Linked DNA regions of Gossypium hirsutum: region 1 is linked to region 2. The links are chromatin contacts, called in public Hi-C maps. All regions are on one chromosome and are shown on one strand. Each heading gives the region's core, a stretch centred on a gene start, on an enhancer-like site or on the middle of the called end of the contact. The rest is flanking DNA. Distances are from core to core; before and after follow the strand shown.

Evidence for each region. A called contact is a pair of places that touch in the nucleus more often than the background predicts.
Region 1: a contact with region 2 is called in a Hi-C map of leaf, with 1.6 times the contacts expected there. The contact joins the promoter of LOC107919998 here to the enhancer-like site in region 2. A contact is called at or near these places in 21 of 34 Hi-C or Micro-C datasets (anther, callus, cotyledon and 5 more).

The regions. Positions count from the first base shown.
Region 1 is chrD13:37,930,231-37,934,282 of Gossypium_hirsutum_v2.1, reverse strand. LOC107919998 (probable linoleate 9S-lipoxygenase 5) reads right to left here and starts at 2,416. Exons shown (of 9, transcript NM_001327165.1): 1 at 2,113-2,416; 2 at 1,456-1,745; 3 at 1,128-1,368; 4 at 691-1,032; 5 at 508-593; 6 at 321-428; 7 at 1-236. The coding sequence starts at 2,320.
Region 2 is chrD13:37,861,841-37,866,167 of Gossypium_hirsutum_v2.1, reverse strand. No RefSeq gene overlaps it. Among protein-coding and RNA genes, the nearest start is that of LOC107920813, 6.9 kb to the right of the region's middle. Within about 2 kb of position 3,032, at least 3 of the 9 cell types and tissues checked have an H3K27ac peak or open chromatin away from gene starts, as enhancers often do. A contact at or near this core is called in hypocotyl and leaf, where this site is marked.

The DNA of each region.
Region 1 (4,052 bases), core at 1,167-3,666, 69 kb before region 2:
GAACCCTCAACTCCATGTTCTGCAGGTGTGTAAACCTTGCTAACAGCACCTAATTGATCCCCGTTCGGATGTGGCAAACTCAATTCAATCACCAATGGCTTCAAAGTGCCATCATTGCGTAAAAGCAAGATGGTTCGAGACGCATAAGTCTTGGTTGTCGTAGTGTTTATCCTCCGCAGGTACGGCATAAGTGAATCATGATGATCCAATATGAATAACCTGTTGGTTCTCAGTGCCTGTTCAACCAAATCCTTTCAAGTTAGACTGATTTGAAAAGGATAAACCAGATAACATTAATTCTGGGGTATTCGAATTCTCACCTCTTCTACTGTTAGTCCCTCTAGGTTGTGCTCAATGTGTTCCTTGGTTATGGCACTGTTTTGATTACCATATACTTTAGGATCTAGGTTGCTTGTTGGAGGAAATTCCTGAAACCAGAGAATATATATAAATATTTAACATATGGTAAATTTTAAGAATTGAACAGATTTCCAGATAAAAAATTACTTGAAGAAGACGGATTATAACAGGGTTAACTCCAGCCAGCATTTCTCTGGCAAATTCTTCATCAGTCCTCCATGCAGTCTTACTGTCTGCTCCAATTCATTAAAAAATATCGAAGTAAGTAAATGGTTGGAATCAACAATAAAGATATTTAACTCTGAAATTAGCAATACATTTAATGCAAACCTTGAATGACTTGAGGCACAGGAAATTTCAACAGTTGGGCTCCATCAGTTCGGAAAATTTCTTTGAGCATCTCCAAGGGGATGTTGTTGATGATATTGTCAAGCAAAGGTCCAGAAGGAAGCTTAACTCCACCATAGTAGAGTTCAAGAACATCCTCCAATGAGTCGAATTCGTTGTGAGTTTTATCAGTTAGATCTTGAAGCTCTGGGACTATGAATTGAACTATAGATTTCAGTGCATAAGCAAGGAAATCCGACATCTTCAAGTGTCCAAATCGTTCATCTCTTGGAACATAAATGTTTAAGCTCATCAAAAGTGGTATCCTACTCTCAGTCTTGGGATCTGTTCGATTATTACAGTAACAGCAAAACCTTGTCACAACAAATTCAATGATCCATTCATTCTTAACCCACATATATTTGGTATGGGATCCTCACCTGACTTGGTCGGAGGTCTACCAGTTCTTCCCCTACGAGGATAGGGGTACTTGGCAGAACCTCCGAGAACCGGGCGGGCGTATTCGGGGCCCTTGTCGGGGTTCCCCAAATCATTGTAATAAGCATAGTCATAGACACGATCCCATTCTTGAAGCTCTCCTTGGCCATTGCCTCTCAAGGCCATCAGCTCTTGTTCTCTGTATTGAAGCAGCGGCTTCGGCATGTCATGCGGAAGATACGTCTAAAAAAAAACCAAACATTTTAAACTACGATTTTAGCCAAAAGAAAAACTGAAACTCCCAAAGAGAAAAACAATCGAAGAACTGACCTTGTTAGTGAAGAAAACTCGAGGGTTATCGTATTTCTTGTCGGGATAAACCCAAGAATTGCAGACAAAGTGAAACCGACCATGACCTGGAACATGTTCGAGAGTGAGAGTTTTGAGGTAGAACTCACTGTGATGATTGTTTTTAATGAGGAAAGCTCCGGGTAATCCGATTTCCTCCTCGAAATCAAAGTTAACGTCGAATTTAGATTCTCCGGCCACTGCCGATGTTTCTGTAGAGTTCCAGTCCTCCAAATATGCTTCTTTCCCCAGCTTTCCTTGCAACCCATTATCTAAAAATATAAAACAAATTTAATTATTAGATTAGGACTAATATTAATTAGTGCTTGACATTTCATATGAAAATGCATTTTTTACTGTTTACTGCATTATTATTTTCTATGCTCAAAAAAAAAAAAAAGTTCAATATTTTCATCAACAATGATAAAAAATTTCCTTGAGGTTAAAGATGATATGTACATGTCAGTGTATAAAAGGGAAGTGGTCGTTAATGAAGAAAAATAAAATAACTATAAACTATTGATAGCAATGGCAGGCTTTTGTTTTGACTTTAAGAGACAAAATAACAAATATGCTTTGATAAAATAATATTATTATTTTTCAGCTTCTTGGATGAAACAAAAATAAAAAGGAATTCACCAGCATCGACATGTTGAGAACTGATAAGCTGAAATGAAACTCTTTTGCCTAACAGCTCATGAAAGCCATCAAGAAAAGATGCATGGAAGTCATTGAAATCCAAAACATTTTTCTTCATCAAAATAACAGTGCCTTTGATCTTTTCCGGTTTCATCTTCTTGTTCCCATTGTCGTCACCGGCTACGGCGTGGAGCAAATGGCTCAGCATCTCCGAATAACACGAAAAGGAAAAGGAATACAAGGACGGTGGTGGTGAAAGAATATGTTCGAAACTTGGTTTAATTAAATGTGAAGACTTGAGATAAAAAGGGGTTGGGGCTTTGTAGGAGTATTTATAGAGAAGAAGAGGTTATTGGGAAGCTTCATCATCTGTTCATATTGGGGGTAGTAGTTTCTGTTAATTTTCCTTACAATCAAAGACTTGGGTTTACCTTTTTGTTTTAATTAAGCCACTTTGGTCTTTTTAACCTTATCTTCTCTCATATTCTCTCTTTGAAATGACTCACCAATGAAGCCAAGTCCTTTTTGGAACCCCTCCCAAAATAAAATATAAATCTATGAAGCCAATTCATATAAATAAATTGAGTGTGGGATCTAATGGGTGCTTTTTTTTTAAGTAAAACTTAGTTAATCCTTGTTTTAATTTTTTTAAAATCATATAAGTTTTTTTTAGTTTAGGGTTATGGACCCAAGCTAGATTGTAATCTAGAAACAGGGAAAGATATTTTTAGATATTGTATTTATCAATATAAAATTGGGTATAAGAATTCTACTAAAATACTATATCATATTTTGTGAAAACAGTAATAAAGAAAGAAAAATTATAGACGAGAAATCTTTGAATAAATCTTAATATAATTTGATAATGTATCATGTGATAAACATTGATAAGTTGTAGTTAGATAATGGGGCACACCCTGTTGAGTTAAAGTGAATAACCTAACAACAATCCATACACTTAATGACTCGTAGATGAGCTGTAGTACGGATACTTGTATTCAAAAGTTAGATTTCTTTTAGAAGGAGATGGGACGAAGGTGTATGAAAGCTTGTCATCAAAGTATCAGCATAAAATTTTGGTCATGAGCTAATTAAATTAATTATTAAGGGTTATTTAGAGCCATGCGTACAGTAAATAAATTTAAATTTTTGATGTAAAACTGTTTAGTTGAAGAAAAGAAAATTGATTAACGTTACTTGTTTTCATTCTAACATACACAACTTTTATTTTAAATCATTTGGATAATATACTTAAAAACTAATGTTAATTTTTTTAAGTTGAGCAGGCCTTGATTTTAATATTAAAGTAAAAATATTTTATTTTTAAACTAATAGGAATTTGATGAGAGTAGTTTAGTAAATAAGAATAAAATAATATTTTTAAAACTTTTTGAAGGTACTTATATACATATCACACTTAATCACTCCTTTTTAAAATTCTGATTATTCTTTTAAATTTTAGGCTGATGTTAGAAGTATATATAATTTTTATTGATTTTACTTTAAAACACTATAATGAATGGCGTAAAAGTTATAAAATAGGGACTTATTTGACTAAAAAAATAATTTAAGGGCTTGTTTAAACAGTGAGCAGTAGTTGAATAGCGGAATAGTTTTTATTTGTTTTTCTTTAAAAACAACTTAATAAAGAAGTATTAATTACAAAGGATTACTGAAATCAAAATGACCCATTTCATTGAATATCTTTTATTTTTATTATATAAAATAGAAACTTTGATTTAAGTTGTAGTCGTCTTTGATGGACAGACAAAGTCTTTCCTTTTTTTTCTTGGTTTCACCGTTTCTTAATTTGTAAAAAAAAAAAAAACCGAAAACGTGGACGACTAAGTCAATTAAAAGATAACCAAATAATAATTTAAGAATAGTAAGAAGGCAATGTGCAAACTATTATTTTATAGAAACCAAGACCAGATGAAGAA
Region 2 (4,327 bases), core at 1,783-4,282:
AGTTTAATTTTAACTTTAATTACCAAATTACAATTTTACTCTTTAAAAACTATCAAAATTTCAAATAAACCTTGCCATGAATGTCCACTAACTACAAAAATGGTCTAATTACCATCTAAGTCTTTTCACTTTAAAGTTCTATAGCCATTTGACCCTTTTAACTAATAGAACTCTATTTTTACTCTTTTTACGGTTTAGTCCGTTTTACATAATTACTTATGCAAACATCAAAATTTCTTAATGAAATTTTACTATCACCTTAATAATATCCTATAGACATTAATAATAATTAATTGTATAACTTTTTACGGTTTAGTCCGTTTTGGTATTGTAATATTTGCGGCGCTTACAAAAAACGCCACTAACTGTATAACTTTTGCGGCGTTTTTATTAAAAACGCCACTAAAAATTAAATTCCTGTATCAAACAACGCCATTTTCAAAAATAAAATTCTTATAATTGCGGCATTTTTGGTCCAAACGCCGGTAATGATTGACTTTTTAGCAATTTTATATTTAATTATTATATAATTCATATTAATTTTAAATAAATAAATTTTGAAAAATTAAGTAATATTTTAAAGAATTAGATAAATTTTAAAATTTTTATATAATTTTTAGGTAAGAAAATAAAAAAATTAAAATATGAAGGAAAAAAAAGCTTTAAAAAACTATCCATATCAATATCTTTATAAATTTTAAAAGCTTTATATAATTAATATTATGATTTATATTGAATTAATTCAATATTGATTAATTATCATTATGATTTAAATTAGGGGTTAAAGGTTAGGGGTTTCAGGGAGAAAGTTGGGCCTTTTCTTTAAAAGTATATAAATATTATAAAAATAAATGTTTAAAATCTTTTTTAAATATTTAAAAAATTTTAAAATCTTTTAAAATTCATTTTAAAATTTTAAATCACGAAAAATATAAAACCTTTCAAATTTTAGAAAAATATATGTTATTTACTCTTTAAATGATAATTAGAAATGTTCACTACCCATACAACTCACCTAGTCCAAAATATGGTTAGGCTTAGATTTATATTTTTTTATTGTTTTTAAAATGTCAAAAATACTTGCGGCGCTTTCAGTAAAACGCCACAAAAATATATTATTCTTTACGTAAACGGCATCGTTTTGACATATTTAAAATCATATTTCCGGCGTTTTTTCGAAAAACGCCGGTATAAAATGTTTATTCCTCAAATTAAACGATGCCGTATAGAAAATTTAGAATATAAATTTGCGGCGTTTTTTGGCTTAAACGCCACTATAAAATTCAATTATTCTAATGAAACGGCACCGTTTACAAAAATTCGAATGTATATTAACGGCGTTTTTTGCTATAAACGCCGCCAAATCTCAATTTTTTATATTCAATTAGTATGAAAACTTATATAAAAATTAATAATGTTTATAATTTTTTTATATCTTTCACACTTATATAAAAATTATTTAATATATAAATTAAAAAAATACTAATTACCCTAAACCTTAAACCCTAACTCGACCCCAAATCTCTAAACCCTAAATCTCTAACTCTAAACCTCTAATCCCAAACTCATAACCCTAATTACCCCAATTAACCACTAACCACTAACTACTAATCCTTATTATTTAATATATATAATTTTAAAAACAGAAATTAAATCAAATACTATACTCTAACCCGACCCTTAACCCCTAAATCCTAAACCCTTAACCCTGAACCTTAAAACCCTAAACTCATAACCCTCAGCCCCTAACCTCTAACCCCTAACCCCTGAACCTTATTTAATATATAAAATAAAACACACTAATTAATCTAGACCCTAAACCCTAACCTAACACCGAACCATAAACCGATTAAATCCCTAACTAGCTCTTAACCTCTAACCCATAACCCCTATACCCCATTACCCTTAAATCACAACCCTTAAACTAGAATATCTAATCCATATATAATCCCTAAATATTCCGTAATCTATAAACCTTAAAATTGTAACTCCTAAACTGGCCTTAACTACTAAATTAACCATATACCCTAAACCGTGTATATATTAAACTATATATAATGATAATTATACAAAATAAATATTTTAAAATTATTACTATTGTATCCTTTACAATTATATATGAAATTATTTAATATATAAATTAAAAAGAAATCAGTCATGTACCCAAAAAAATTTAGAATATTTTTAATTAATAGTATTTTAATTTTTTCATTTTTAACAAATATTTTGCTATGTTTTTTAATTCAAATTATTTCAATGTCTCATTATTTCAAATTTATCCATTTTTAACAAATATTCAATTAAAAATATATTGAATTTTAATTAATATAAACAAACAAATTAAAAAGTAAAAAAAAATACATAATATGTTTTTGCGGCGCTTTACCAAAAACACCGCTAAAGGTCTCCGCATTAGCGGCGCTTCTTGGAAAACGCTGCTAAAGACCCACAAGGTTTGAAAACGACGCCGTTGGGCTTAGGTTTTTTGCGGCGTTTTTTAGAAAAACGCTGCTAATGATCATTTTTAGCGGCGCTTTCCTATAAGCGCCGCTAATACTCGATCTTTAGCGGCGTTTTTGGGAAAGCGCTGGTAATGCTCGATTTTTAGCGGCGTTTTTTGTACAAACGCCGCTAAAAGCCTGTTTGGTATAGTGTCTCTTAGCACTTTCTATATTAAGCAGAAAAGTGAGAATAGTTATGGCAGAGGATTAATATGTTTACATTGGTATTAGTAGACTCAATTAAATAATAAAAAGATAAAAAAAATTTTAAATGTATGTTTGTTTCATTGAAAACAACTTTAATAAAATATTTTAAGGAAATCTGTCAAACAATAGAAAATATTTTACACAAATTCATCCAAATACAAAAAAAATATTAACTTTTCCAAAAAACTAAATTATTTTCTCGGCAAATAAACTGAACCTAAGATTAAGAAGTAACGAAAGCAAAGACTAAAGTGAGGACCCATGGAAGCCATTATTGAAGATGAAAAGCTAGGACCCATGGAAGCCATTATTGAAGATGAAAAGCTGGTTTAGCGACACTTTCAACTTTTTTGCTTGCTGTGTAATGAAGCAGCCCATGTGCTTGTTGATTCAATATGATGCTTATTGGATTGAAAGAGATACCAAAATTCGTGTCGTGGCGTACCATCGGTTTTTCATAATTGGTCACCACTTTGACCAAAATAAAATATTACTTTTGCATCACTCAATCTAAAATAAATTATAATTTTTCAATTCACCAAAAAAATCATAATTTTTCAAACTTTCTTTTTTCTTTTTTGAATTTTAAACTTTAGATTTATTAAACGAGATGTATAAATTAACTAATAAAAACTCAATAAAATATAAGCTAATAGAGGAATAAAAATTATCTTTAAGCTCATCACCTATAAAAAAGTAATAGATGATGCCGGTTAAATCTTAACTCGATTGATATAAGTATTATTGTCAATGTAGGAGGACGTGGGTTCGAGTATGTTGAAGCGCATTATCCTACTAGTAATGAATTGGGGAGGGACTATAGGTAAATTTAAGTATTGTATCAAAAAAAATATATAATTAGAACCTATAATAAGATTGTTAAAATAATAATAATAATAATAATAATAATAATAATAGAGGATAAAAATTAATATATATTTATATTATTATAAAATTTCTAACTGAATTGATACTAATTTAGAATGATAAAAGCAATTTTATTTCATTTTAACATACATATAAATGGTATAAATATTATTTAACATAATATTTTATTTTTTTAGTAATTATCTCTCAAATTTATAATTATTTCATATGAAAACTACCAACTTGATATGCAATTTTTTTCTTAAAAAAATATTTTTTTATATTTTCTATTTTTAATTTTTCACATAGAATAAGGGTGTACAGAAATCTTACATAAATTAATAGTCAATTTAGTTATAGATTTCACGCCAATATGGTTTATCTAATAATAATAACGCTTAATTCAATAAGCGTTGAAATTATACCAATTTTTTGAGTTAGGCATTTAACTTTTTTTGTCAAATTAAGTATCTAAAATATATTTTAATTTTGTTCCGCCAATTAAAAGTTCATACGTGATATTTTTAATAGTAATAATTTTAAATTTAATAGTTAAATATCAATTTAGAAGAGTGGAGAGAGAGAATGAGAATGAAAAAAAATTATTTTTAATATATATTTTTAATTTCATGTAAATGATGATGTAGGTAAAAAAAATGACATATGGTAGGCTTTTATTGGTTGAAGTGAATTTTTTTTTTGCAGAGATAATGGTAGTGGTCAAAATTGTTACACCTCAAAATCGGGTTAAA